Regions from separate parts of the Mus musculus genome. Here regions 2, 3, 4, 5, 6 and 7 are each linked to region 1. The links are chromatin contacts, called in public ChIA-PET and promoter capture Hi-C maps. All regions are on one chromosome and are shown on one strand. Each heading gives the region's core, a stretch centred on a gene start, on an enhancer-like site or on the middle of the called end of the contact. The rest is flanking DNA. Distances are from core to core; before and after follow the strand shown. Region 1 holds the start of Wbp1 (WW domain binding protein 1). Region 2 holds the start of Zfp638 (zinc finger protein 638). Region 3 holds the start of Paip2b (poly(A) binding protein interacting protein 2B). Region 4 holds the start of Nagk (N-acetylglucosamine kinase). Region 5 holds the start of Tex261 (testis expressed gene 261). Region 6 holds the start of Vax2os (ventral anterior homeobox 2, opposite strand). Region 7 holds the start of Clec4f (C-type lectin domain family 4, member f).

Evidence for each region. Promoter capture Hi-C pulls out the DNA fragments that hold promoters and counts their contacts. ChIA-PET counts read pairs in DNA pulled down with a chosen protein or histone mark.
Region 2: an RNA polymerase II ChIA-PET map of memory CD8 T cells shows a contact between it and region 1, with 11 read pairs. The contact joins the promoter of Zfp638 here to the promoter of Wbp1 in region 1. A contact is called at or near these places in 2 of 39 promoter capture datasets (cranial neural crest and pre-B cells) and 1 of 115 datasets of contacts at active chromatin or transcription factors (memory CD8 T cells).
Region 3: a promoter capture Hi-C map of pre-B cells shows a contact between it and region 1. The contact joins the promoter of Paip2b here to the promoter of Wbp1 in region 1. A contact is called at or near these places in 2 of 39 promoter capture datasets (neural stem cells and pre-B cells), 1 of 115 datasets of contacts at active chromatin or transcription factors (effector CD8 T cells) and 2 of 9 other capture datasets (adipose tissue and pancreatic islet).
Region 4: a promoter capture Hi-C map of pre-B cells shows a contact between it and region 1, with 4 times the contacts expected there. The contact joins the promoter of Nagk here to the promoter of Wbp1 in region 1. A contact is called at or near these places in 8 of 39 promoter capture datasets (the HPC-7 cell line, cranial neural crest, embryonic stem cells and 5 more), 4 of 115 datasets of contacts at active chromatin or transcription factors (bone marrow-derived dendritic cells, extraembryonic endoderm stem cells, memory CD8 T cells and 1 more) and 2 of 9 other capture datasets (adipose tissue and liver).
Region 5: a promoter capture Hi-C map of pre-B cells shows a contact between it and region 1, with 4 times the contacts expected there. The contact joins the promoter of Tex261 here to the promoter of Wbp1 in region 1. A contact is called at or near these places in 5 of 39 promoter capture datasets (cranial neural crest, embryonic stem cells, hematopoietic stem and progenitor cells and 2 more), 1 of 484 Hi-C or Micro-C datasets (CD8 T cells), 2 of 115 datasets of contacts at active chromatin or transcription factors (bone marrow-derived macrophages and memory CD8 T cells) and 2 of 9 other capture datasets (adipose tissue and liver).
Region 6: a contact with region 1 is called in an RNA polymerase II ChIA-PET map of memory CD8 T cells, with 15 read pairs. The contact joins the promoter of Vax2os here to the promoter of Wbp1 in region 1. A contact is called at or near these places in 5 of 39 promoter capture datasets (cranial neural crest, embryonic stem cells, frontonasal cranial neural crest and 2 more) and 2 of 115 datasets of contacts at active chromatin or transcription factors (cardiomyocytes and memory CD8 T cells).
Region 7: a promoter capture Hi-C map of stem cell-derived epiblast-like cells shows a contact between it and region 1, with 2.9 times the contacts expected there. The contact joins the promoter of Clec4f here to the promoter of Wbp1 in region 1. A contact is called at or near these places in 5 of 39 promoter capture datasets (cranial neural crest, hippocampal neurons, liver and 2 more) and 1 of 115 datasets of contacts at active chromatin or transcription factors (memory CD8 T cells).

What each region holds. Positions count from the first base shown.
Region 1 is chr6:83,119,482-83,123,376 of GRCm38.p6, forward strand. Wbp1 (WW domain binding protein 1) reads right to left here and starts at 1,980. Exons shown (of 5, transcript NM_016757.2): 1 at 1,722-1,980; 2 at 1,291-1,395; 3 at 704-806; 4 at 387-563; 5 at 1-239. The coding sequence starts at 1,790. It overlaps Ino80b (INO80 complex subunit B), which reads right to left. Exons shown (of 5, transcript NM_023547.2): 5 at 2,284-2,883. The coding sequence ends at 2,347.
Region 2 is chr6:83,912,436-83,916,330 of GRCm38.p6, forward strand. Zfp638 (zinc finger protein 638) reads left to right here and starts at 1,918. Exons shown (of 27, transcript NM_001355286.1): 1 at 1,918-2,044.
Region 3 is chr6:83,829,649-83,833,543 of GRCm38.p6, forward strand. Paip2b (poly(A) binding protein interacting protein 2B) reads right to left here and starts at 2,093. Exons shown (of 5, transcript NM_146169.2): 1 at 1,987-2,093; 2 at 1,623-1,680. The coding sequence starts at 1,651.
Region 4 is chr6:83,792,797-83,796,691 of GRCm38.p6, forward strand. It overlaps Nagk (N-acetylglucosamine kinase), which reads left to right and starts at 2,261. Exons shown (of 10, transcript NM_019542.2): 1 at 2,261-2,486. The coding sequence starts at 2,458. It also overlaps the pseudogene Gm7443 and the pseudogene LOC665004.
Region 5 is chr6:83,774,181-83,778,075 of GRCm38.p6, forward strand. It overlaps Tex261 (testis expressed gene 261), which reads right to left and starts at 1,632. Exons shown (of 6, transcript NM_009357.2): 1 at 1,474-1,632; 2 at 838-917. The coding sequence starts at 1,543. It overlaps Gm52907 (predicted gene, 52907), which reads left to right and starts at 1,755. Exons shown (of 2, transcript NR_168047.1): 1 at 1,755-2,046.
Region 6 is chr6:83,710,074-83,713,968 of GRCm38.p6, forward strand. It overlaps Vax2os (ventral anterior homeobox 2, opposite strand), which reads right to left and starts at 2,128. Exons shown (of 6, transcript NR_002871.2): 1 at 2,030-2,128; 2 at 661-752. Vax2 (ventral anterior homeobox 2) reads left to right here and starts at 1,166. Exons shown (of 3, transcript NM_011912.4): 1 at 1,166-1,470. The coding sequence starts at 1,224. It overlaps Gm32943 (a long non-coding RNA gene), which reads right to left. Exons shown (of 4, transcript XR_003956456.1): 2 at 3,700-3,895; 3 at 2,987-3,175; 4 at 2,725-2,851.
Region 7 is chr6:83,654,076-83,657,970 of GRCm38.p6, forward strand. Clec4f (C-type lectin domain family 4, member f) reads right to left here and starts at 2,041. Exons shown (of 7, transcript NM_016751.3): 1 at 1,882-2,041; 2 at 983-1,099; 3 at 608-688. The coding sequence starts at 1,957.

The DNA.
Region 1 (3,895 bases), core at 730-3,229:
TGGGCTCAATCCTGCCCTGGGCTCACCCTCCTGGTGAGGGAGAGCACTCTGCTGGGAGGAAACACCTTCTACATTTGTCCCCTCCAAGTGGGCAGAGCAGCTGGATTCGGAAGAGCAGCGGGTGCATTCACTGGAAGTAGTCCAAGGGTAGCCTGGGCCCACAGTGTAAGGAGGTGGCGGTGTGCCTGGGTGGTGAACCACATCCTCGTAGGCTGGGGGTTTGAAGGCGCTGAGGAGGCCTGCAGGAGAGAGAACAGCATGGATGACTGAAGGACCTGAGCTACAAGAGTGCTCTGAAATGTCTGCCAGTGGAAGTGTGGGGTGGTTGAGGGTCCTGGCTTGGAAGGGGCTACTGGTTCTGCATCCAAGAGCTTCAGGTCACTCACGAAGGTCAAGCAGTGAACCGGTTGGAACAGGGCCAGCCCCGTGGCATGCCCCATGGTAAGCCAACAAGTTGATTTCACGCTGCCGCTGTTGCTGTTGCAGCCTGAGTTTAGCCCTTCGGTGGCGGAAGGCACAACAGCAGCTAAAGAGGATGAGGACAGTCCAAAGCAGCCAGAACCCTGCAGGAGGCAAAGAGGGCACAACTCAGACCACCACCCCAGACTCCAGCCCTAAGCAGAGAAGGGTCTTTGGTAGCTGAGTTCAGAAATCCAAGGGAGGATGGGCATGGAACCTGAGATGGATCCCTTTGAAGACTCACACCAGAGTTCATAGTAGTAGGTGCAGCAGCCAGTCTCCCCACAGCAATGACCAGTCTCACAGAGGTAGGGCTGGGTATTCACTCCTGGGCACAGCTCTCGAAGCTGGAGGCAAGGAGGCACTAAGAACCAGGGGCTTCTACCCAAGGCCCTGTCCACCCCCACCTCCTGCACGCACATACAGTCCCACCCACGAGCCGACCTAGCTTGGAAGGATGGCATGGGATGCTAAAAGGAGGGTCTATATGTAGGGCTATCAGTATGGAAGATTTAAAATGCCAGAAACTAGTGAGAAAGTAAAGTGTAAATACAGAGAAAGTGATATCAGTTCTTTAAACCCAATACTTTTCTCACAGAAGCCTGGCCCCAAGGGTGGTTTTTTGTAGGCTAATGTTTTAAAAGAAACAAAACATAGTGTGACAATGGGTAGGAATTTAAGGCCATTTCCAAAGCTAAAAAGCTTTCAACATCTCCCACCCCAAAGGTCTGCCTCCCACACCCCCAAGATGGTTTTTTTTTTCCACCCCTGGGTCTCAAGCTCCCTGGGGTAGAGGAGGCACAGTGTGAGACCCAGAGCAGTGCTCCCAACCAGATGGGATTGCTGTGGATGATAAAGGATGGTATCCAGGGCGCGAGTCTGGGTTCCAGCTCGTCTCCAAATTGCTCCCTCAAGAGAAGATGCTGCCGGACTCTGCTGTGACAATAGGCACAGAGAAAAACATCACAAATAACTGCTGCAAGACAGAGGGAACCTCCCTGGGGGTTTCACTACGCCTCTGGTAACTGGAGAGCCACTGCAGGCTTGCATTGCAACCATGAGATGGGGTCTAAGAGGGTGCAGGTAAAGTCAACTGCATCTACGTAATAAGTCTAGACAAAGAGTAGAATGGTCATGTTCAGGAACTTCAGAGTACCTTTGGCTCCATGAGCTCCTCCCCCACCCCGGACAGGAAGTGACAGGAAAGGGGAAAGAGAAATAAATGGCTGTAGTGAGATAAGCTTTTAGAGCTGCTGGGATACCTGCTGTTGCGGCGCCTGAAGTGACCCCCAGGCCTCTTCGCTGCTGTTCCTGCTGCTGGCCCGAGCCATGCCTCCACCTACAGACCCCTGAAGACCACAGCCTCCTCCACCGCCAGCTGCCCCGCCCCTGCCACCTCTGCCGCCACTTCCATGGTCCCTGCCCGGCCCATCGCCACCGGTGCCACCATCACTCCGCGGCCGGAGCTCCCGGCCGGGGAGAGCACCTCCAGAGGACACAGTTGCTCAGTCCAGCCAATCAGAATCGCTAACTAACAGATCAGCCAATAGGAACCGGTCACAGGTTTCTCCTTTTGCCCAATCCGCAGCGGCGCCTGTGCCGCTCTCCCAGACAACAAGAACTCACACAGACAAAGACAGGGGAAAGGCTCGACCAAATGCCTGACTGACAGCAACAATAGCCAGTACGGACAACAGAACAAGCTTTGACTTATCGGCCAATGAACGGCCGTTCAGCACAAAAATTTTCGCCGATTGGCTGAATGACTTTACACACTCAGGTTCAGACTCCGCCGGCTTCCCACTCCAGCAATTCGATACAAGCTGAGGCACTGTACGAAATTTAATAGGGTGGGGGAGACAGCAGGAATGTGGCGTGGGAGAGGTCTTAGGTGGCCAGGAGTGGGGACCCCGGGCCCTCGGGCCCTCCCAGCCGTAGCTGCAGGTTGATGCGGTAGCACTGTAGGCTGCAAAGGGCCTGGCCGGTGCGGGAGCAGGCATAACGACGCGGGTGGGGGCAGCCGGGGACAGAGCATCGTGGAGCGGGGCCCGATGGGGCAGGCCGCTGTGCCACCGCCGTGGGTGTGGGAACGCCGGGAGGAAAAGACAAGGTGGAGCCCTGTGCCCCGCTGCAGTAGCGCACCATGGGTGCAGGGGCCGGGGCAGCAGCCCGTCCTCCGCGCCGCTCGCCCCGCGCCGCCCCGCGCCCTCCACGCCCGCTAGGAGCGGCCGTCTTGGTGAGGCGCTCAATTGTCTGATTTTTGTGCTCCTCGGCCCTCCTCGCCGCCTGCAGCCGCCGCTTCCGTGCACGCTCCTCACGCTTCAGCAGCATCTCTTCGGTGAGGGCAGGGGCAGGGCAGCCCCCACCCACTGGCAGAGGCAGAGTCGGGGACGGCTGGCTCCGCGCCTTCTGGAGGAGGGCTCGCTGGGGAAAGAGACAGAGGATGTCTGAGAACCAAATGGCGAGGTTTTTGGGGTCACCCACCCCTATTTTCGTTTGTTTTTGTTTCGAGGCGGTCTCACTATATAACTTTGGCTGCCCTGTAAGTCACTATGTAGACCAGGCCAGCCTGGAGCTCACACTCTTGCCTCTGTTCCCTAGGTGCTGGGATCAAATGCTTGTGCCACTGTCCCCATCTTTAGGGACCCTTAATACCACACTTCTCTTCCCAGGGTTCCTGCCTCTCACTCAGGTCCAAAGGAGGAAACAAAAGTATGGTACCCTGCCTGCCCCTTGTGTAGGTTTTTGTTGTTGCTGTTATTTTAAATAGTATCTCAGGAAAAAACATCAACTTGGATTTGGCTCAAACCAAAAAGAATTACCCTGGATTCCTTTTTTCTCCCACTAAGTAGCTACTTCCGTCATACATCCAGGCTTCAGTGCAGGTTTCTCTATTCCTTTTACTACTTTCTTCTGGACTCGGGCCATCACCAGCTCTCCCAGTTTCCACACCCCATACCCCTCTCCCAGTTTATTGATTGATTGTGTCAGGCTATCTATATGTATTTTTAGATGCCTCGGAATTTGTAACCATCCTCCTGTCTCTCAAGCTCTGGGGCACAGGTCTGCGCCACGACAGCCTACACTTCAGCAGCTTCCTAAGGAAATTCCTTACCCCTACTAAGCTTCACAGCACATAATTGCCAAAGTAATTAAGCCAGCTATGTCACTTGTCAGTATATATCCCCCTGGGTGACCTGGCCACACTCTCCTTCTGGGTCTCTGTGCCCCTGGGCTCTATGTCAGCTGGCCTCTCTGTCTGAGAAGCTCCCCTGGTACTGGAAATGTCATCTCTTCAAAGGCATTCTAGACTGGAAAGACTACTCAGCGGCGAGGAGCACCGGCCCTTGGGGAGGACTCTCATTCAGTTCCCTGCACCTACATGGCAGCTCTCAACTGTCTGTAAATCTAGTTCCAGGAGTTCTGATGACCAATG
Region 2 (3,895 bases), core at 668-3,167, 790 kb after region 1:
ATCACCCATGAAATGACCATAAAACCACCCACCCCACCTTTTGGGAGTGAGGCTATCATTCTCTTAAATTGCCTCCAGCTGTCTGGGGTGAGGGCATCCTCTGGGGGCCCTAAGAAAATTGAGATATGGGCCAAGTTCTGGGAAAGCTAGCTTTATCATTTGCTGTCAATCCCTATGTGATGGGAAAGTGCAGAGCATAACTGAAGCTCTGGCTGGAACAATCCTCGAGACTGGACCAATTGAGCTAGCTGTCTGCTGCCAAGCGTGTACCTAAAGCCTTATGGGGGGTTCCCTATGATCTGTTGACTGAGGGAGAGAAGTCTAGGACCTGGCTTACTGGCAGTCCTGAACATTATACCTGCACCACCAAGAAGTGGACAGCTGCAGCATTACAACTCCTTTCTGGATTGTAGTTCATTCCAGAGTCCATATAGACCCATTAAACGTTGTGCTTCTTTCTGGATGGTGGGAGGATCCAGGTACAGTAACTTACCTTTCACCTTGGAAGGAATATCTCTGCTTGCTCCACACCACTGGACTCCTAAAAATTTCACCGAGGAGGATGGTTCTTTAATTTTTATTTTTTTTAATTTGTAATTTCTTGTTTTTTTGTTTGTTTGTTTGTTTTTTTTGTTTTGTTTTTTTTTGTTTTTTGTTTTTTTTTTCAAGACAGGGTTTCTCTGTGTAGCCCTGGCTGTCCTGGAACTCACTCTAGACCAGGCTGGCCTCGAACTCAGAAATCCACCTGCCTCTGCCTCCCAGGTGCTGGGATTAAAGGCAGTTCACCACTGTCCTGCAGTCCTTTAATTTTTTTGAACTAGCTTATATTGGCATAACTGAGTCAATTTAAAAAGATAGAACATTGAAGAAAACAGTTAAAAAAATTTTAGCCCAATCTTTTTCATGGGTAAAATCAATCAGGATTATAGATGTTCACCACTCAGGTAGTTTATTTTTTGAATTCTGAAATGATATAAAAATTTTTCAATATTAGTCTTTTGACTTAAACTTTTTTTTTAGAATTATTTATTTATTTTATGTATATGAGTACACTGTAGCTGTCTTCAGACACACCAGAAGCAGTCATCAGATCCCATTACAGATGGTTGTGAGCCACCATGTGGTTGCTGGAAATTGAACTCAGGACCTCTGGAAGAGCAGCTAGTGCTCTTAACAGCTGAGCCATCAATCAGTTCAGCCCTTAACTTTTATTCCTTTCTAATTTCCCATTTTATTATTCTATCTATTTTGTGTTGTTTGAGACAGGGATGTGTAGCTTTGGTTGTCCTGGAACATCTTCTGTAGACCAGGCTGGCTTCTTTCCCAGATTTCTGCCTGCATCTTGCCTGTCAAGTGCTGAGATTAAAGGCCTGTACCAACACTGCACGGTGTAATTTCCCATTTAAGAGGTGGGAGATAAGGGCTGGAGAGATGGCTCAGTGGTTAGGAGCACTGACTGCTATTCTGAAGCTCACGAGTTCAAATCCCAGCAACTACATGGTGACTCACAACCATTCCTAATCTGGGGTGCCTGAAGACAGCTACAACGTACTTGGGTGTGGAGGCACACACTTATAATTCCAACAGTTGGAAGGCAGAAGCAGGTGGGATCTATGTGAGTTCAAAGTTCCAGACCTTTTCTTTAAAAAGGGGGCGATGGGAGTGAGCAGTAAAAGCGAGAATATGTTAATAAGTGAATGTTACGTTGTGATACTGAGGGAATAGTAATCAGAGAAGGCTTCATGGAAGAGAAGAGGGATGGTTTGCAGGTTCTAAAATCTTGAGTGATGTTACCCAGACCGCTGCAGGTGTAGGACCAGCCATAGCTGGCGATCGCCCCCTTCTGGCAGAGGGCGGCCTTGTCCCCCGACAGCGTCTCTGGAGAACGCGGAGCCTGAGGCACGCAGGCGCAGTGAGCGGACGAGGGCTTTAGGCGAAGATGCGCATGCGTGTAGTCCCATGGAGGCGGTAGCTGCTTCATCGCGGTGACTGGAGGCCGAGTGCTAAACTGTGTGGGGCACGGATGGGATCCAGCTGTTAGTCGGTAGGCATAGGTAGGGCCGCTGCCTTGCGGGGAGCCGGGGACTGGAAGGCAGAGGTCCTTAGCGCAGGCCCCGAGCGGTCCCTGCCAGGTCGCGGTCGACTATTGTATGTGTCGCAGCCGCTGCGTACAAGATGGCGGCGGCGGGGCGGGTGGAGCTGAGGGACCCCGGGTGGGCCTCGGCCGTGGCCTGTTTCCCCTCGCCACTCGCCGACCGCGCCGTCGCGCCGCAGTGCCCGTGGGCGCAGCCGCCGGATGCTGCTGCTCTGAGGAGGAGCGGGCGGCGCCCTCGGGGAGTCCGGCTGCCCCTTCCCCAGCGCCGCGGGTCTGCCGCTCCCCAGGCCTGACAGCTAGCGGGAAGACCGCCGCGTGCCCGAGCGCCTTTCGGAGCCCCGCGGGCCGCGTGCGCCCTTAGTCGGGCTGGAAGAGCTTCCTTGCAGGGGGCTGGGAGCGGGGTGTGCGGGCTGTTGTGGGCCAAGCGCCCCAGTGAGCACCGAAGCCGAGATTGTCGGCCCTGGGATGTCGTCGAAAATGGCGGTGACACTTCCACATTCTTAGAGGAGTCGTGAACACTGATGTGGGGATACATGCTTGTGTTGGTGTGGTTCCTAGCTTGGGGAAGAGCGGAGAGGTCTGTACACCGACTCTCATCCCCGAGGATGTGCCAGACGTCCTTTGTTGTTTGAAGTAATTGCCTATGAGGGAGTCTCAGTATTACAAAATCTTTGAGCTTGACAGTGATTGTAGCCTCGAGCTATTTAATATTAAAATTACCCTTTGGCAGTTTGGGAATTCTGGAAGGCGCACTCAATGTGAAAAGTTCTGAAGAAAAGCTTCTTACCAGGATCCACCCGACCATGTGGAGTCAATCTTTCCTAACCAGTTTGGAAATTGTTCACTCTCACATAAAATTCTCCCTCTCTTCATTTTGTGTATGATGGGTTAACTTGTTTTTCAGGGGAGTTGTGTTTACTGCTTAATTTTAGAAATTTAAAATGACAGACTGGAAAAAGATTACAAGAAAAATTAATGTAAAGCTGTTAACACAGAAAAATAAAGTTGTTTATTACATTTTTTCAAAATGTTATTAATGATTATACACTTAAGATTTAGTGGGCTCAAGCTGCTTTACAAATTTTGACTTTTATATTTCCATATTCTGTAATGTGTACTTTCATATTTGTAGAATCCAAAATGTAATATACTAAAATATGCTAGACCATTCCCCGCCTTATCATTTGTGTAGGAACCAATGGGTAAAGATAAAACAGTTGAAAGAAATTACAAAAATCTCCTTCATTTGTTTTGATTAGCTGGTTTTCAAATGTGTTCATGACACATACATAACCTTGTACATTGAATACGTTGTAGTTTTCTGCATTTGTTATGGAATGTGCTTTTTACCATAAATTCTAGTTCTAAAAAAGGTTGTCTCAGTCATCATTTTCTGGGTGTTGTAAGAGTGTTTTAAGATCTCTGAGACTTTGGTTTTTATGTAATAAATAAAAATGAGGAGTCTAATGGGCAGAGAATAGGTTTTGGAACCAAAAGTTATGGATTCAAATCCTTTTTGCTCTTATTATGTGTGAGACTTTAGTTGTTTTAGTCTTTCTGAACTTTTGTTTTCTTTTTTTTTTTTTTTTTTTTTTTAAAGATTTTTTATTTATTATTATAGTAAGTACACTGTAGCTATCTTCAGACACACCAGAAGAGGGAGTCAGATCTTGTTACAGATGGTTGTGAGCCACCATGTGGTTGCTGGGATTTGAACTCTGGACCTTCGGAAGAGCAGTCGGGTGCTCTTACCCACTGAGCCATCTCACCAGCCTCCGAACTTTTGTTTTCTTATTTGTA
Region 3 (3,895 bases), core at 843-3,342, 710 kb after region 1:
GCTCTTGCCCTTGTCCTCAGCTAAGGTGGAAAAAGTCAAAGTTGGACCCTGTTGGTTTGGTGCTCATACAGAGATGCCAGAGGACAGAGCAATAGTGGGTAGTTTTGTGCTGAAAGTTCTAGCTTTGGGGTTAAATGGACAGAGTTTACGATATAACTCTGGCACCTATTAGTGGGAAATCACACCTCTGAAAACCATTTTCTGTTGTATAAAATATAGGGAACAAAATCTAACATGATAAGTGGTTTTCAAGATGTAAGATTATAATCTACATAAGGCACGAAGGTTAAGGAAATGCAATTGAGGAAATCTAGGGGAACATGAGTTGAGGTTGGAACATGGAGGATAGGGCTTCTCTCCAGTCCCACATCCTGAACAGCAGAAGTCTCTGTGCATTTAATTCTTGGCTTATAGGTCTCTCCTCTACTAAACTTTAAGATCAAAGGAAGGAAGCACAAGCTACCATCTTCTAAATTTCCAAACAAGTGATCACTAAGCACAGATTTATCAAAGACATGGTAGGTACATTTGATTTTCAAATGCAGACTTACAACAGTTTACTATAGTGACCAACTCAGAGATCGTACTATAGTGACCAACTCAGAGATCGTATTTTACCCATGACTTAGACAACTGCTATAATTGACAAAAATCACAACAGTTTTAAGATTCCGCTCTTTCCAGTGTGAAAAATATGGCACAAACATAAGGCCTGCGAGGCAATGCTGTCACCTATGAGGAAAGACTGATTTTAATTTCCTCTAACAGACTTCTTTCTCTACTACGACAAAAATCTTACCACAGCAAAACACAAGGAACTATATACTGTTATGTGCTACAAATTGGATAAGAAAAATAGTAAAGTAAAGCTTACAAACTCCACAACAGTGAATCTGATGCTAAACTACGACTTAATTTTCCTTTTTGAAAACCAAGAAAAACAATTCCAGATATAAAGCCAAGAAAATGACAACATGAGAACAATGCAATTTTGGATATGGATAGATATCTTATTCTTTCTCCCTTTCTGCCTAAAGTACTAGACGTATTCCAATACTCAATGTCCTCTGGCTTCCAAAATAAAACCCCTATTGTCTAATACTCCTCAACTTCTAAAATCTCAGTTAAAACTATGAGTGATAAGCTAATTTATTCGCAGTAAACGTCTGGCATATTTTTATTTGGGTTTGAGACAGTGTGGAAGGCCATCTAGAAACATATGGTTAGAACCACCACAGGAAGCCAAACACTGCCATACTATGAGGTATAAACAAATAAATTCTCTGTAAAGATAATGCTGAAGGTCGCCTCTGGGCTGTTGTAATTCTCTCAGAGGCTGTGTGTGATAATCACATATATCCCGTATCTTACGGACGTCCGGGATGACCAGGCCCTTCCTCATAGTGTAAATTAGTGCTCTAAGCTGGGTCAGAATCCCGTTCCATCCCGTTCCACGTAACAGATTTCAAATTGGTTGCTGCTGGCAAGCCTTTCCACCTGCATTTTCAGCAGTTTTGAGCAAAAGCACTTTATGAGGACAATGATTCTAGAAGAAGAGTGGGATTAGATGGCATTGAAGGGGAGGCAGAGAGAGTTTAAGCAAGCCCATTGCAGTTCCGAACCTTGCGGAGCCTGTGTTCAGCGTCGTCATCTGCCTCTCGCCTTCACCCTTCCAGGTGCCTACAAAAAGCAAAGTGAGAGGTGTTAGTTTCCGGGGGAAATGAGGCTGAAATCCTGAGGTTGAGAGTGAACGTCTCAGAAGGCGAGAGAGAGGAGGGGCGCCAGGAGGCGGCAGGTCATACGTAGCAAGGATGGTGAAAAGGGATGAGGTGAGAGGAGCTGGCCCGCGAGCGCCAGAGCGTCGGACGGCCTGGGCCCGGGCCGCGCTGGGAAGGGGCTGTGCGCGCTCCCGGGCAGCCCGCGGGTAGAGGGGCTGTGCGCAGTCCCGGGTGGCCAGACGATCCCAGCCCCGACGCCTCAACCCACCTGGCCGCGCGGACAACGCCGCCCCGAGGTCCGCACCACAGCACAGCGCCGCCTCCTAAGAGCGCGAGCCTCGGCGCACAAACGCTCGAGGTACCTCGGCCTCACACGCGCGTCTCGCCCCGCCCCCCAGCGCCATTCATTGGCTGCCGGACAACGCCCCGTCCATCTATTGGACAGCAGAGAATGCCGCTCACTTACCTGGTTTTGATTGGTCTAAATGTGAAACAATGCCCGCCCAGCTCTTTCAGAAGTTCCAGTTTTTGATTGGTCTTAGCGTCTGTCCATTCGCTCCGCCCTCGATGGAGACTCCCAGCTCTGATTGGCTGAAGAAGCATTGGTCACGCCTAGATTTCCAGGCCAAGGATGAATCACCTCCATGTTGGGGAGGAGCCAGAGTGCAAGGACTCCGGGTTTGTTTACAAAGGCTTCTGCTCCCGCTTCATCCATTGGCTAAGCTGGAAGCCTGTGTCACTTGTCTAGATCACTTTAGAAAAGGGAGTAGGATTCAGGGATTTCCTCATCTGTCCATTAGTTAGAGATGAGTTTTGAGAGCGGGAATTTGCTTCTGTGTTAAGTCGTGAGGTTAAAAATTAGGACTATTTGGGAGATTGGAAGAACAGAAAGGGTTGCTTCCACGTTTTTAGAAACAAATTTGACATTTTCAGTCCCAGCAGGCTCAAGATTGAGGCAGGAAAATCACAAATTCCTCAGGGCCAGCTTGAGCTCATATTGCGACCAAGTCTCAGAAAAACAAGACACACACTCACATTCACACACACACACACACACACACACACTTGTTCTGTCCTTTGGGTTTAAGATACCTTGTATTAGTTAGTTTTATGTGTCAACTTGACACAAGCTGGAGTTATCACAGAGAAAGGAGCTTCACTTGAGGAAATGCCTCCATGAGATCCGGCTGTAAGTCATTTTGTCAATTAGTGATCAGGGTGGGAGGACCTGTTGTGGGTGCTGCCATACCTAGGCTAGTAGTCCTGGGTTCTGTAAGAAAGCAAGCTGAGCAAGCCAGGGAAAGCAATCCAGTAAGTAACATCCCTCCATGACCTCTGCACCAGCTCCTGCTTGCTGACCTGCTTGAGTTCCAGTCCTGATTTCCTTTGGTGATGAACAGCAATGTGGAAGTGTAAGCTGAATAAACCCTTTCCTCCCCAATTTGCTTCTTGGCCATGATGTTTGTGCAGGAATACAAACCCTAACTAAAACAATATCCAAATTTTAAGTTATGTCCATAAAAAGAAGATAGGATATTGATGGCTGGAGTGGTGGATCAACAGTTAAGAGCATTTGCTGCTATTGCAGAAGACAGGTTCAGTTTTCAGCACCTCATGGTGGCTTACAACCACCAGTAACTCTAGCTCCAGGGAATTAGATGCCCTCTTCTGGCCTCCAGAGTACTGAATCCATATACATACTTGAAGTTAAAACACTCGTGCACATAAATCTTTTTATTAAAGTGGAATTAAAAATAAAAAAACTTCTCATACATCTGTCTTCTCCTACCCACTGTGCTAATTACAATCACAACACAAAATATAGGTTTAGTAAACAAGTAGTTATATAATGAAAATATGTAGATAAATTCACTGTCTAACATTAACTTTTTCCTCCTCCCTCCTAAAGGAATATTCTCCCATAATTGGTCCTTTAGGTACTCCAGGTCTATCACCCACTGTTTTTCTCAATGAATCTACTTTGTTTGTTTGTTTGTTTGTTTTCGAGACAGGGTTTCTCTGTGTAGCTCTGGCTGTCCTGGAACTCACTTTGTAGACCAGGCTGGCCTCGAGCTCAGAAATCCGCCTGCCTCTGCCTCCCAAATGCTGGGATTAAAGGCGTGCGCCACCACTGCCCGGCTGTGAATCTACTTCTAATGGATGGATGTTTTTAATGG
Region 4 (3,895 bases), core at 1,011-3,510, 670 kb after region 1:
TTACAAAGAACTTGATCTTGGATGTCTTGGCAATTTTCTTCTTGCCCATGGAAGCTGTCACTTTTAGGGGAAAGCAGTCAATTCCAGCCACCAGGGCGTGGCTGTAAGGGTGGTCTGAGGTGCCATCATCAATGTTGATGACAGCTTTGTGTCCAGAGTAGCATCTAGCCAGGACCAGCACACTTTCCTGGGTTTCATGAACTTGCTCATTTCGACATTGAGTACCCAGCAGAAAGGAAAAAGGGACACTAGCCTGTGCATTTTTAAAGTGCATAAGAGTACATGTGGATATAAATACAATTAGCTACTGGGTTGGGGATGTAGTTCAGTTGGTAGATAGGTTGTCTACAGTATACAAAACCCTGGGATCAGTTACCAGTATTACATAAGTCAGGCATGGTGGTGATTACCTGTAATTCTAGCACTTGGGAAGTTGAGGCAGAAGGATATGAAGTTCAAAATTCTTCTTGTCTACATAGGGAGGTTGAGATGAGCCTGGGCCACATGACCTCTATCTGATCGGATCTTTAGGAGTTCGAAATCTTTTTTATGTTTAATTTTAAATGATATGTGCACGTATTAGTGGAGAGTGCCCAAGGAGGCCAGAAAACAGAGTTGAATCCCCTGGGGCTGCAGTGACAGGGTTTGTGAGCCCTGATGTAGGTCCTGGGAACACACCTCCAGTCCTTTGCAAGAGCAGCAGGTGCTATTACCCTCTGAGCCATGTCTTGGCCCTGAGGTTTCTCATCTTCATTGTGAAGGGGAGAACTGGCAGCGATTACAGTAATTCTCACCCAAATTCAGAAGTCAATCTTGTCTTTAAACCAAACTTTCTCTCTGTATTCCTTTCTAAACAAGTAATGCAAAGCCAGGAGGGCAGTGTGGTCCTTTCATCCGAGCATTTAGGGGGTGGAGACAGAAAGACTGGGATTCAAGGACAGCCTCAGACACCTCAGGAGTGTAGGGCCAGTCCTGGTGACTTGCAATCTCATTACAAAAAGATTCAAACAACAGAACAAAAGCACATCAGCGCTGTCACAAATGGATCCCAAGACTCATTACACCAGTGCTAAAGGGAACTTTTCCATCAGAATTCACCCACAACATCACACTCTTGCCAAAACTTCCATTCAATCAGAATCCTATGGAATTATCTTTGATTCTAAAGATGTTGTTGGAGGAAGCATTTTCCAGCTCTGAAGTACTGTGAATGGTAATGTCTCACTTCCCTCTAGTTTCTCTATCAGGCAATAATGTTATTTCTATTCTTGAATTATTTGGTGCTTTACTGAGTCACATAGGTAAGAAAGGAGGTAAAGAATTCATTCACTCTGGAACCTTAGAAAGCAAGCCTACACCAAAACATCCTAGCACTTGGGAGGTGGGGCAGGAGAATCAGGAGTTTAAGGTCATCCTCAGCCAGAGTCTGAGGTGAGTTTGGGATATATGAGGCTCTGTGTGCCCACCTTCCCAACTGTTTACATCAAAACACAACCGGACCCAATTATCTGACAGGGAAAGAGGATCCCAGTTCAAGATTTCTCCACAGGAGGCAGGCTCAGAGGTCCGAGGTTGGACAGAGACATGCTAGCCCCAAGGAGACTCCATCTGAAGTCTCAAAGAAATGTCAAGAGCAGCAGACAGTCCTCCTGGCTATTGAAGCTGCCTCTTAAGTAGGGCTGGAACAACCTGGAGCCTGAGGAAACACGCAGGAGTCACTCTTCTACAGGACCTAACGGTATCTTCCTCTCTTCCTCCAGTTCCACTGCACAGTTTAGAGTTGAGCAGGTGGTGGCCAGAAGGTGAAATATGGTCTGTGAGTGCCAGTTTTTAGCATGCTGAGCCAGCATTGCATTCCATGCCAGTCTGGGTTATACAGACGAGATACAGTCCAGAAAGAACAGAGTTGGACTCAGATCACTTGTAGAGCGCTAGCCTGACACACATGAAACCCTGGGCTCTATCCTCACCGCCGCACAAACCTCAGCTGACAGCAGCCTGGGGCCTCACTGAGACCTGCTCAGCGTACTCAGCACAAGGTAGAGTGTGCGCTCATGAGCCAGGGTGGGGTGGTCTGGACGTTGGCTCCCGCCCTGGTCCTCAGACACATCCGCCAGACTCTGAGCTTGCCTCCAAAAGCGTCTGCGCGTGCGCACCCCACAGTTAGCGCGCGTCTGCCAGCTACTTCCGGCTGGCCCTTGGCAGCCCTCACACACCCTCCCAGGAGCCTCAGCTGGGGTGCCGCCTCCTCGCGAAGCAGTCACTTGAACGGCGGGCTAGAAAAAACCGGAGGGGAAAGCTGCGGGAGGCGACAGCAGGGGCGAGAGAGGACGTAGCATCCACACCCTACGCAAGCGCGTCGTAGTCACATGACAAGGGGCGGTGCCCGTGTGGGCGGGAGCGAAGTCACGGCTAGGGTCGAGGTTGCTACGGCGGACCAGCGGTGGCAACGGTAGTATGGCCGCGCTTTATGGTGGCGTGGAAGGGTGAGCGCTGGATCGGCCGAAGGCTGTCCGTCCGGGAGCGGCGGGTCAGGGGGCGGCGGCCCACACCATGCCCGGTGCCTTTGTGCTCCACGGTGCGACCACGCCCCTCCCGGCCATCACCTTTCTGCCACAGGGCTCTTGTGTCAACCTGGAGAGTTGTGCAGAGCTGGGGGGTCAGGTGGGAAGTTGCCGGTCGCGGGTGGACGTGGGAAAGAGGCAGAAGCTGAGACTGAGATTCATGCACAAGGGAACCCGGGAGTTAAGCAGCTGTCACCAGAGCACTGTCTTATCTTGGTGCTCCGGACCCTCCACTGCTGTCGGCCCCGAACGCCCTTGGTTCCTATATTCTCCTGCTTAGAAGCTGGTCTGCTTGACTTTGGGAAGTAGCTCTACTAAGCATGGCTTTGGGTGAGACGTAAGGCAAGGACAAGAGTGAGCAAGATGGTGGTTTATCCGGTCCCCTGCGCGTGACAAGCATTTTGTGGAACTGGGTGTGTCAAATCAGGACCTGATAGGAAGATTTGGTATCCTAGCTGCTTGCTGCTGATTTACCCGGAAGTCTCTTCCCGTGAATTGCGAAAGCGGATGACCCCTGGCTTTATTTATGATACCTTACAAGGAAAAACCCTCAGCACAGCGTAGGAGTTTGCACTTAGCCTTGTTATATTCATATGGAAGGTAGAACTTATTTTTCCCAGTTTGTCAAGAAATTAATTTGGATTTTTAATCTACTGTCTCATGCATTAATATCCCTTCGGATGTACTCTTGATGTACTACTCTTTGAGTTGGATCGAGTCTTTATTGTCTATTACAAGAAGTATTGGTCAGAGCCGGGCGGTGGTGGCGCACGCCTTTAATCCCAGCACTTGGGAGGCAGAGGCAGGCAGATTTCTGAGTTCGAGGACAGCCTGGTCTACACAGTGAGTTCCAGGACAGCCAGGGCTACACAGAAAAACCCTGTCTTGAAAAACAAAAAAACAAAACAAAACAAAACAACAACAACAAAAAGTATTGGTCAGTAGGACATCCTCCTACACGTATCACCCTTCTTCTAAAGTACCACTTACCCCAGGGATTTAACTCAGGAGGGCTTAGTTGCTGAAGGCAGTATGAGTTTCTCCCTGACTGGTGATAGTTTCTCACAGGTGTCTTGAAGACCCTGGTGTCAGAAGATAGGTCCTCAAAGTAACCCTTAGCTGTTGTGAGAGGTCTGCTTATTCCGTCCGACGTATTTACCATAAGTCGTTTGGGCCATGCTCACGATAGGTTAGGAGGATAGGTCATCACTCTGGAGCCAGTGGAGCTCATGAGAAGCTAAACAATGGAATACACTCTTGATTCAGAGCGGTCTTTGCTAGCTAGAGCTTATTAATGTAAGGAGAAGCCCTGCATGAGACAGACTGTGAGT
Region 5 (3,895 bases), core at 382-2,881, 650 kb after region 1:
ACCGAAGGCCGCATGCATGCCTGTACCCCCATGTCCCATTTCATAGCTTCCTTGAATGCTAAGCATGATCTACTGAATCAATTACGTAACTCAGTGATGAATCCAGCAGGCAGTCTGAGAAAGGCTTCGGTTGTCGGTGATGAAAGGTCTAATTGCTATCCCAACCACACCCACAGACTGAGCCAATGAGCTGGCTGTAGCCCTGTCTTTACCACAAACTACAACCCCAGGCTACGTTGAGAGTGAAAGTAGCTGCAGACTTTAGGCGACTGAAAGGTGAACTTTTCTGTCCAAAGGTATCCTCCCCCCCCCCCCCCCCCGCACCTCAGTCTTCCTCACAGCCTCTCTAACAGGGACAGGGACCAAGTCTTCAGGAAAAGAAACCTCCATGAGGGAAGAGAAAGGGCTGGACATTCTCCCTTAGGACAAATGACACTGAGTGGAGAGAGGGCAATAGCTAACTAAGCGTTACAAACTGTCCTTATTGTCCCTATAAGTTCTAAGCCTGGGCTGGGATTGGGGACCTGGTGTTAGAGACCGTGGACACTGTGAGACAGACACAGGAAAGCGAAGCCATGAATACCTATCAATGAAATATCTGCACTGTCACCTTAAGGAATGGCAGTAGGTTGTGAAACTATGCCACCTGAGGCTGGAGGGCCAGGGGTGATCTGGACCCAGGAGTGCAGACTGCAGGGCAGGGAAGCAAGTGGGACACCCTCAGATCCTGGGTTCTCAGCACCAAAACAGCCCCAGCTCAAACAGTCCCCACTTCCTGTTTCTGATGTAGGGCAAACAAGCCCTGGGTGACTACTCCAGGGAAAAGCGGCCACTTACCCAGATCATGTATTTGATGATTCGGCTGGTGGCCACCGTGTACTCTTCTATCAGCTCTGCAAGGTAGTACAGTCCAGCCGCTGGGTAGGAGAAGGGGGTCCCAGAGGGAGGGGGACAAACAGGAAGAGATCAGCCAGGGACACTCCCACCAGCCTGCTCATCCTGTAGTCCCCCACCAACCCTCCTCAGACTCCAGGAAGTCGGGAACAAGCCAAAGCACCCCTGGGATGTCCTTCTCATCTGCACAAGTAGATAGAACTTTGCCAAGACAACTGTAGAAATATTGGATTTGACCGCACAGCATAAAGTTAACCTCTGTTCCGGGAACCTTAAACTTCACTCGTCAATCAACACCTGCAGAACACTTAGTTTACAGGCCGGGTGCTGTACACTAGCACACAGCCGGGTGAGACAGACAGGGGCCTTCCCCCTGTCCCAGCTGGAGGGGACAGGCTGAGTAGGGAGCTCAGGGCTCCAAGAGCAAGGATGCGTCTCGGGAACCAAGCATCCCCACCGGAAGGTTCCGCAGAGGTCCAGTAGGACCAGCTCGGGGTCGTCAGCGCCCAGCTGCAAAGAGCAGCAGCGGTTGGCGGCTCGGGGCATCGGGGCGCGCGCGGCCCGGGTCAGCGCTCTCACCGACGGCCAGAGTGATGAATGCCACCTGGATGAACAGCGACAGCCAGCTCAGCACGTACATGAACCACATGGCGCCCCCCGGGCCGCCGGGACGGGCCTGCGCGGTCCGGCTCCCGCGACACTGAGCGGCCGCCGCCGTGCTGTCCCCGCCCAGAGGACGCCGAGAGGAGCAGGGCGGAGCGCCGCGGCCCCTGCGCCCCCGCCAAGCCCGCGAGCGCCGCTAACCGGCTCGGAGGATCGAAATCGCGCTGCACCCGGTACGGAGCGCCTACACAGAGCCCAGATTGATTGGAACCAATCCTGGCTCAAGCCTGCTCCGCACAGCCTTGGATCCTAATTTTCTGGGAGAGGAAGATTCCCTTCTCTCAGGTCACACACTAGGAAGCCGCATAATCTGGAATCCCAGGTGCCTTTAAATGGTCACCTTCAGCCTTAACTCTCCCTCTAGGCTGAGGTCTTTTGCAATGCAGGTCTTCACTTTTGCGTGGGGACTAAAGCAACAGCTAAGCACTGACTGTACTTGCGACACCGCAGGTAATCATCTGAGAGAGCACCACCTAGTGGCTGACACAGGTAAGCTCAGAGTGCCAACAAGCCTCTTATCTCAAACAAACTTTTTGTTTGTTATTTTCAGAAAGGGAGGGTCTCATAGCTCAGGCTGGCCTTTGAACTGTCAACTCTCCCATCTCCAGCTCTCAATTGGTAGGGTTTCAGATGTGTGGAGTCTCCGTACTAGGGCAAAATATAACTTTGGTTTTGGTTTTGTCTGTTTTGATTAAGGGTCTCTATGTAGTCCTGCAACCTGCTATGTAAATCAGGCTAACCTTGAACTCACAGAGACCAGCCTGCCTCTGCTTTATCCCAAATCCTGGGATTAAAGGTGTAGAAACATCATGCAAAGATCTTTTCTTTTTTTGAAACAGCCTTATGTGCCTCCAGGCTGGCCTTGGTGACACTAAGTAGTTTTGAGTGCTGGAATGGTAGATATTATATGTTAAGGACTAGGTACAATATTAAGGCCTAGGTAACTGTCACCTGGCCAGCCTGCCATTATAAGGAAACTTGCTCATGTTTCTACTGTTACTAGGAAACTTTCTAATGCCAGGATTGGTTATGTATTCTGTTTTGTTCTGTGCCCTGGGAAACCAATCTAAATAGAAATGCTTTGCATGGTTACTCACAGCAAGTTTGGGTCTGAAGTGACCATCCAACAATACTTTCTGCACCTGACTATAAGCTTTTATGGGATTTGCTGTTATAAGCTGCCCCTGGGATGAACCCCAACATAAGAGATATAAGAAACTATTTAAAATAAGACCCCCCCTCCATTTTGAGTAGGGGTCAAGTAAAGTTTAAGTTCCCAAGACTTCCCTGGGAACTGACTTCCTAATTGGCAGAGAGAGACAGGTATGTGGGCAGCTGACATCCTGGTTAACAAGTTAAGATATGAATTTTAGTCAAAACAAGTCCCATCCTGGTAGACAAGTTAAGACATGAATTTTAGACAAAGGCAAGTTCCCTGCAGCCGTTGAATACCCTAACCAATGGGAGCAGGACAAGTGTACACAAAGACATCTTCCTAAGGAAGTTCCCCATCCCTAAATCCTGATTGGTGAAATAACATGGCACAAGATGTTTGCGGCTTGGGGCTTTACAACCCTGGAGGATCTTAACTTGGAGTCATGGTTTGTCTCCTGAGCCTGACTCAATAAGTCTTGGGATGTGGCATTCAGTAAACCATCCCTAGTAGACCAAGATCAGTGTCTGAGTGGCTTGTGTGGCAATTCCTAGACCCCCAACAGGTATGTGCCACCATACACATATCACACACAGAGTCAGATTTCTTGATTCACAAAGTAAGTGCTCATTCCTAAACAAAACAAAAAAGGAACTGGGCTGGAGAGATGCTTCCGTGACTAAGCTCACATGTTGCTCTTGCAGAGGACCCAAGTTTATTTCCCAACACACGTCAGGTAGTTTACAACCACCCATAAATCCAGGTCCAGGTGAACCTGAGGCTTCTGTCTTCATTGGAAGCCTATACCCAAGTGCACATACCCTACACAGACACACAAATACATACTTAAAAATAAATAGGCCACACACAGTAGTGCATGCTGTTAGTCCCAGCACTTGGGAAACAAAGTCAGGTGGATCTTTGTGAGTTTGAGGCCAGCCTAGTTTACATACAAAGTTCCAGGTTAGTCAGGGCTACATAGTGAAACCCTGTCTCAAAACAAACCATAAAAATCTTTAAGTCATGGAGGGAAGAAATGTAGATGTGTCCTCTGGTCTTTCTTCAGAACTGGAGAGAAAGGGACTTGGGGCCCCTGAAAGCTGAGTGCACCCACCTTTCAATGTGCCTGCTAGAACTGGTATGCCAGCTGGGTACTGCCATTTCTCCTGTGTTAGAGTCCAAACT
Region 6 (3,895 bases), core at 878-3,377, 590 kb after region 1:
GCTTGGACTCACACCAAGCATTTGGCTCACCCCTAGTACCTAGTTTATTCCAAATCTGCAAGTGGAAGAAAGGAAGAAGAGTCTGAAGGATCGGGATACTGGCCTTTAAAGGAGCCATAGACCCTCGGTTACACACACCATCCTTCTCAATCTTTCCCCCAAACCTCTTTTTAAAGCTGAGTCAAATACAATGAGACTGTTCCCCACACTTCCTGACACTGTCTAAACAGAAGCGGGACTCTGCAGAACGTGTAGCCAAGAGGACACAGGCTCCTGTCCAGAGATCCGTCTGGAGCAGGCACTGAACAAGGGGCTGCTCCAGGACAGAAGCGCGAGAAAAAAAAAAAGCCCGTGCTCAGTCTCATTCTCTAGGTGTCAGTCCCAGGAGTGACAACCTCAGAGCTGCGGGAGAGCCCAGCGTTTGCTCTTGGCAGTACAACCTGGCGGTCTGCCGGTCCAGCTCCGCACCTCACCCTGGCTGGGGACAGCATCCGCCTCCCGGGCTTGTCTGGCGAAACTCGCGGGATCCCCACAATAAGTGGCTGTTCTGTGTGCCTGAGTGTGAGTGCCTTGGTTGGGGGACGCGTGCCCTGAACCCCAGACCTACACCCCACTCTCTACCGTCGCCCCCACCGCACCAAGTTCCGGAGCCCAGCAAACCTCCTCTTTTCTGCCGGGTCGAGTCAGGGTCGCCTCCTCGAGCTCTGAGTTTTCCATCAAGCGGAGCCAGACTGAAAGCTAGGTGCATTTCCCTGGAGATATAGGGAACAGAGGGAAGAGGGCGAGAGGGACCAATGGGTAGGGAGTAATAAAGTTTATGAGAGGGTGTGGGGCGGTCTTCTGTACCACGGGGCTGTCCAGTCTCCCATTGCCAGGCTCTAAACACCGCCCCACGCGAGGAGGCGCGAAGACACCATCCCCTCCCCCTTCTCCACATATCTCTTTTCCTCCTATCCCTCCTCCTTCTCCTCTTTCCCTCCCCTTGTCTCTCTTCCCCTCACTCCCTCCTCCTTTTTTCCTCCCCCTGAACGAACTCCCGTTGCGCTGCGCCTACTGGATCCACCCAGAGTCCTGGAACCCCAGCTCGCGCCCAATCGCCGACGGGGGCGGGGCCTGTAGGGGGCGGGGCAGATGGAGGAAGGGGTGGGGAGGGGCAGGGAGGGACCTGCTACCCTGAGCTAGGACTAGCGGCTGCTGTGGCCCAAGCAGCAGTGGCGGCGGGCATGGGCGATGGGGGCGCGGAGCGGGACCGCGGCCCCAAGCGCCGGGAGGAGCCTGGTGGCCGCAGCGGGCGTCACGGAGAGCACCGCGGAGCGGAAGATTTGCGTGCTGACACAGGTAGCGCGAGTCCGAGGGAGATTGCTGGGACCTCCGCCTCCAGCCCTGCGGGCTCCAGGGAGAGCGGAGGGGACAGCGACGGACAGCAGGCGCTCGGTGAGACAGACCACTGCCGCCGCATCCTGGTACGAGGTAAGGGGACAGCCGCAGCTCTGATTCCCTGGGCCACCAAGCTGCCTTTCCTGGGGCCTCCGACATCCCTACAACGTCCATCTCTCAGATCATACAGTGGTTCATTCATTTGGTAGTTCATCCTGTAAATACTCCGAGTGCCTATTGTGTGCGGGACACTGAGCTGAACGCGGGGGACAAAGCAGGGGGCTGGACCTTGTTTCGTCCTGCTGGACCGGTGCTCTCTCTCTCTCTCTCTCTCTCTCTCTCTCTCTCTCTCTTTCTCTCTCTCTAGGCCCATCCGGGCTGGTTGGTGTAGTAAGGACACGAATCAGTTGGAGAAGCCCGACACCGAGAGCCAGGGCCTCCGCGCCGGGGTCCCCGGAGCAAGGGCGGAGAAAGTCACGCGCGCGCTGTAGGGACAGGATTGGGAGGGACCCGAGTGGGCAGCTGCTGAGGAAGGCTGGGCCACGCAGGCAGTCGGATGCGTCCCCGCTTCAACCCAGCCTTATTTCCCAGCACCTAGCCTTGCGTGGGTTGAGGCTTAGAGATGGCTGGGTGGGCGGTAGGGTAGCCTGACCTGCCGCGGCTCCGCTGCTCCAGTTTTCCCACTCGCTTGGATACCGCCGGCTCCGGCGCTCCTCCGCCTGGCCTGGCCGCCTGGCCTGGCCGACGCTTTCTTCCTCGGCTCCACCCGCCCTCACCCGAAGTCGGAGCCCCTTCACCCATCCCCCTTCAACCCCCGCAGCAAACTTGCTTTCCCGGCACTCTCCTGCCATCGCTCATCCAGATCCAAACCTCCAATGCCAGTATCCTGGGTCTGGGCCTCTCCCAGGTAGACACTTGGAGAAAGAAGTCTCGGGTCCTGCGGTCAACTGGATCCTAGGCCTGAGGCCTGTTGTTTTTCCGCCATCCTGGGGTTTCGGACTCACTCACTTGGCTTCCCCCAGCTGCCTCCCACAGGCCTCAGGAGGCCTGTAGCCAACTTTCTTTTACGGAGGGAAACCTAGGTTTCTGTCACCCAAGTCAATATCTTAGAGCAGGTGGAGTACAACTTTCCTGACCCCCACCACCACTGTCACCATGTGAGTGGCCCTGGGGATCTGAGAGCCAGCTAGGGCAGGGCATGGAGGTACAGGAAGCTCTCTTAAATTAAGACGCTGCCAGGGACCCTGAATAAAGAAACACTCCTGGGAATAGGTGTGGTCATTGGAAGGCTGGGTGGCTACTGCCATTCTAGGGACCCGCTTGATGGTGTAAGACAGTTACACCACCAGGAATCCCCGCAGGTGTGAGGACTTGTAGGTTACCTGGGGTTAATATGAATTCCCTTTTGTCATCTGAGGGGTTCTAAGGACAAGGAGCGACCACCAGTTGAGTTTCGTTGAGGGAATCTGCAAGCCTTCCAGAAATGAAGACACAGCCTAAGCTCTTAGGCTAAGGACCTTGCCAGTGCTATGCATTAAGAATAGGCGTCTCCCCTGGTCAGGATGACTGAGTTATGCGCCCAAACACCATCTTCCTCCATTCTACCAACCTTTATGTAGATCAAATAAATCTTGCTCGTGGGCATCAGTGGGACTGTCTCTGGTGCAGACTTGCAGAGGTGGGAGTAAAATGTGGCCCTCTGTCCTCTGGGATAGAGCCATTTAAGTCAAGTAGAGACGCGCATGCCGGGTACCTCTTCAGGGGTATACTTTTATAATGTACCCACACAAGGTAATTCCTTTACATTTGTAAAATATAATGGAAATATTAAATACAAGTACAGTTATCCACTGGACTGAAATAAAAAGCAAATGCAGAAACGTAAATCCCTCTGCCCCTCCCCCATTTAATGACAAGGCTGTCATTACAGGCCTGAAATGCCGGGGACGTCATTTACTGCTAATCCCTCCTAGGCAGGGTCACCCGTGTCAGTCACTGCTCGAAGCCCCACCACAGCTGAGGGTAGAGGCTTCCATGAGAAAAGCCAACCCAACACTGGGGAAGGCAAGCCCCCATTGTCCAAAATTAAGAGCCCTCCTTAGTACATTTTACCCTTGTCCTCTGGTCCTCTGAGTACGTAGCCCCCTCAATTCTTCTAAGGTGCAAAGGAGAGCTTATGTGGGCATAAGAAATGACCCCACCCTCTCCACTTCTTTTCACCCTCCTTCCCACGCCCGGGTGTGGCATTGGTTGAGAGAGGTTTTTAGCACTGGAAAGGCCAAGGGCAGCTGGAGGCTGAGGTGAGCGGAACTGCTGTCTCACCTCCTGCCTCCAGGATTCCCTCCTCTTCAGGAAGCTGCCTGAGGATCCAGGGTGCTGTCACAGAAAACAGTCTGCAGGCTCTCCGTAAATATTTGTGGAAGGAAGGAGTGGGGTAGCACTGGAGTGACCTGCAGATTCTGTCTACTGGTGTGATGTGTTAGTCAGAAATCTCTCTTAACTACCCCCCAACACACAC
Region 7 (3,895 bases), core at 791-3,290, 530 kb after region 1:
CTTTTTCATATGAAACTCTATAAGAAAACTGCTCTTCACCATGACAAGTGAGGTTGAAGTCAGGAGGGGATGCGAGAGATCACCAATGGCTGCAAGCAAACCCTGGGGAGGGGATGGTGAGCTGGCTCCTCAGCCTGACTGTAGAGATGGTTTCAGGAACACACTCCACAGGGATTTATCAGATTGTGCAATTTAAATATGCCCAATGTTTACGGCAGCTGGACCTCAATAAAGCTGTGCTGAAAAATGGGACAATTTGGGGTTTAGAGATACAGCTCATTTGATAGAACACTTGTTTCGTTTGCATGAGGTTATGGGTTCAATCCTCAGTACCACATTACCTGGGCATGGTGCCACACACCTAGCATTATAGAAACGGAGGCAGGAAGGGTCAGACATTTAAGGTGATTCTTGGCTTTTTAGTTTGAAACCAACCTGGATTGTATGAGATCCTGTATCAAAAAATAAGTTTACAATATGTTTTAGGAGGAAGGTGGGAGCTGAAGCTCGGCGTGGGAACAGGAGCTGGAAGAGAAGCTGCAGCAGAGTCTGTGCCCCACACCCCACAGCCAGCTCCCTGAGGCGCGTCCTCACTGGAACTACTCACTGTCGTGTCCAGAGTTGTTGCTTCCCCGAAGCAGGAGGGAGGGAGGCTCTTTATTCCACTCAGGTCTCCAAGGCTGTGAAGCTGAGAATGCCATTCCTGGGTCAGCTCAATCCATAGCCCTGACATAATAGACTTCCCACACAAGCTGGGTTCCAGAAAGAGAGGAGCATCAAGCCTGCCCCCCTTCCCAGAAGCCTCCATTCTCGAGAGCCATCTCACAGCCCAGTGGGCTCTGTTGACTCCAGGTCTGGGCCTAGGTTGGTGGCAAAATGTTACTTCAGAGAGCAGAAATGTCCAGAAGACTGCCATCTGGGTCTCTTGGGACCTTTGCACAGAGGGAGAGTGAGTTGTGGCTAAAGTCACCCGAGAACTTACCCACCACAAAAAGAGCAAGGAGAGAAAAGATCACAGTCACCACCATTAATGCCAGAATGACCTGGACGTGCCGCAGGGTCCTGGGAGCCATGAGAGCAGCTGACTTAGGCCCCAGTCCTGCAGGGGAGAAGCCAAGACTCAGGGTAAGAGTGCAGGGAGAGCCAGGACTGTCGGTCTTGACACAGTCCCCTGACTTGTCCGTTAGAGATGAGAACAACTGCCATGCTTCTCACAGGGAAAGAAAGCATTCTCTCAGGACAGGTAACAGCCAAAGGTATGGGGCTCACAACCCACAGAGGCTGCAGTGGTGTCCTAGACATGAAACCCGTCCCAGAGAAAGCGTTGCTGTGGGTGCGATCATAAAGAAAGAAGAAAGTGAAGGCTGAAAGCAGGTGGAAAGAAGGTACATAGCAGGGGTCCAGACCACAGGTCCCCATTCTGTTAACAAGCCTGACCACATCAAGCATTAGTGTCCCTGGGGTGGATGGTTTCATCCCTGGAGCCTTCCACAGAGCTTGACATGTTGCCCTGGACGCATGTCTAGGGCCTTCTGGGAAATTGGTTACTAGCCAGGGATGCACCCACTAATGATCTCGGAGAGCACCAGCTCCAGAGGGTGCACGGGCTAGGTGGAGGGCAAAGCCGGGGTTCAAAACCAGGCCCATCTGAACTCCAAGTGCACATTTTTCCTGACATCGGGTTACTGTACCCAGTGGAGGGGCTCTTGGAGGTTTCATATAGAGCCTGGGGTGCTCAGAGTTCTGGTCCTCTGCCGACCTGTTTATTCTGACCCATCTATTTACTATGGAACCAAGGCAGGGATGATACAAATCTCTGGGCTGGCAAAGATGGGCTCAGAGGGCAGGGTATAGGCAATATTCTTACCTAAATATTCTTACCTTGGGGCTGTAGGGAGACACACTGGTTGTCTGTGCAATATCTAGCCATATCTCTGTTCAGCTCGGCCTCCTTCATCCTCCTGCACCGTTCTTGCCACTGGTTCCTAAAGCCTGTCCTGCAAGCCCACAGTAGTGAGAGCCTGAAACACAGTGGGAGCCTGATCTATGTTCTCCTGAGGTCAGGACAACTTCCCAAACCTGCCTCCTCCCTCTGACTCTGCAGAAATCCAATGTTACCACTGGCCCCTCCTCCTCTTGGAGTTACAGAGGCCAAGAGCCCAACAGCCCTTTCCCCCTCTGCCCCTGGCTCCATGCCAGCCTCTGCCTCAGAGCCACACACCACCCAACCCCCTTCAGCAGGGTCTGCAATCTGCCCCTAAGAAGGGGACTGTCAACTTTACAGGGGAAACATTCTTGAGAGGCTGAGGAGATGGCTCAGACAGTGAAGCGCTTGAAGCATGAAGCGCTAAGCATGAAGACCAGAGTTTGGCTCCCCAGCACCACCCACATCAAAAACTGGGCACAGCAGCATGTGCCTGTAGTCACAGTGTTGGGAGGTGGAGGTAGGAAGATCCTTACAGCTTTCTAGCCAGGCTGCCTCACTGAATCAATTAGCTCTTTTTTAATAAAGGTGGGAAGAGATAAGGGAAGATGCCCAGCACTGGCCTCTGATTTTCATCAGGCTTGAGGTAGCACACAGCTTTAATCCCAGCACCTGGGAGGCAGAGGCAGGTTGATCTCTCTGAGTTTGAGGCCAAGCTGGTGTACATAGTGAGTTCTAGGCCAGTCAGAGCCACATAGTGAGACCCTGTCTCAAAAACCAAACAAACAAAAACAGTGCACGAGGTGGGAGAATTTGTAGGGGGAGGCAAAGACCGGGAGCCTGGCCAGTCCAAACCTCAGAACTTTACAGACAGGTCACCAGAAAGGCCCTGACAGACTTTATATGTGATTGTTGGCTGTGTCCTAGGTCAAAGTTCCTGCAAGCCTAACTCCTGAGTGACGATAATCCTTGGTTATCATAATGAATTCCCTCTGAGCACACCTGGGTTCTTTTGGTGAGATGACTCAGGTCCTTTCTGGGATGGCCACCAGTTCCAGAAAGGCCACATTGATTAGAAACCTCCACCCCCCCCTCCCCTACTCTCAGACATCCCTGTGAGAAGGACTTCACAGGAAGTCACAAGAATCCTAAGCAAGGTAGGGTTTGAGCTGTAGCTCAGTTGGTAAATCACTTGTCTTACACACATAAGGCCCTGGCTTCCATCCCAGGCAGTCTTTAAACAAGATATGGGGTACATGCCCGTGACTATACAACTCAGGAGACAGAGACAGGAAAAGATCAGAAGTTCAACGTCATACTCAGCTGACCCTGTCTCTCTCAAACAACAAACTTGAGCAAGAAAATACAGAAGGCTCAATCTCACCCTGACTCCTGAGACACAGAAGTATGGTGCTCAGGAGCTGCTAAACCTTGCTTTATATCTTTCCATTGGCTCAGGCTATCCCTTCCAACAAACTCTGAATAGTCTACCCAGTGTTTGCATGTAGTTCGATGGTTTGTTCTAGGGAACCATCAAAGCTGAATGTCATGGCATTGGCTGTAAGACAGACAGAAGAATGGGTTGCTTGGCAACCTACTAGTCACAGATCTCTGAAGTGGGGACAGTCTTGTAAGAGACTCTCAGAACTCTCAGACTGTGAGGTCTCTGCTATCTGGGAGTTAGCATCAGAACGATCAAATGATGGGTGCACAGCTGCTGTTTGACAGAAAGGATGTCAGGGGAACCCAGCTTGGTGTCAGGAGAGCAGTCAGGGAATACAAATCAGAGTCCACCTTCATCTAAGCCAATGGTTCTCAGCCTTCCCAGTGCTGTGCGCGACCCTTTAATGCAGGTCCTCAGGTGGTGGTGACCCCAGCCATAAAACTATTGTTGCTACTTCATAACTGTAATTTTGCTATTGTCATGGATCACAATATAGATACTTTTGGAGATAGAGGCTTGCCATAGGG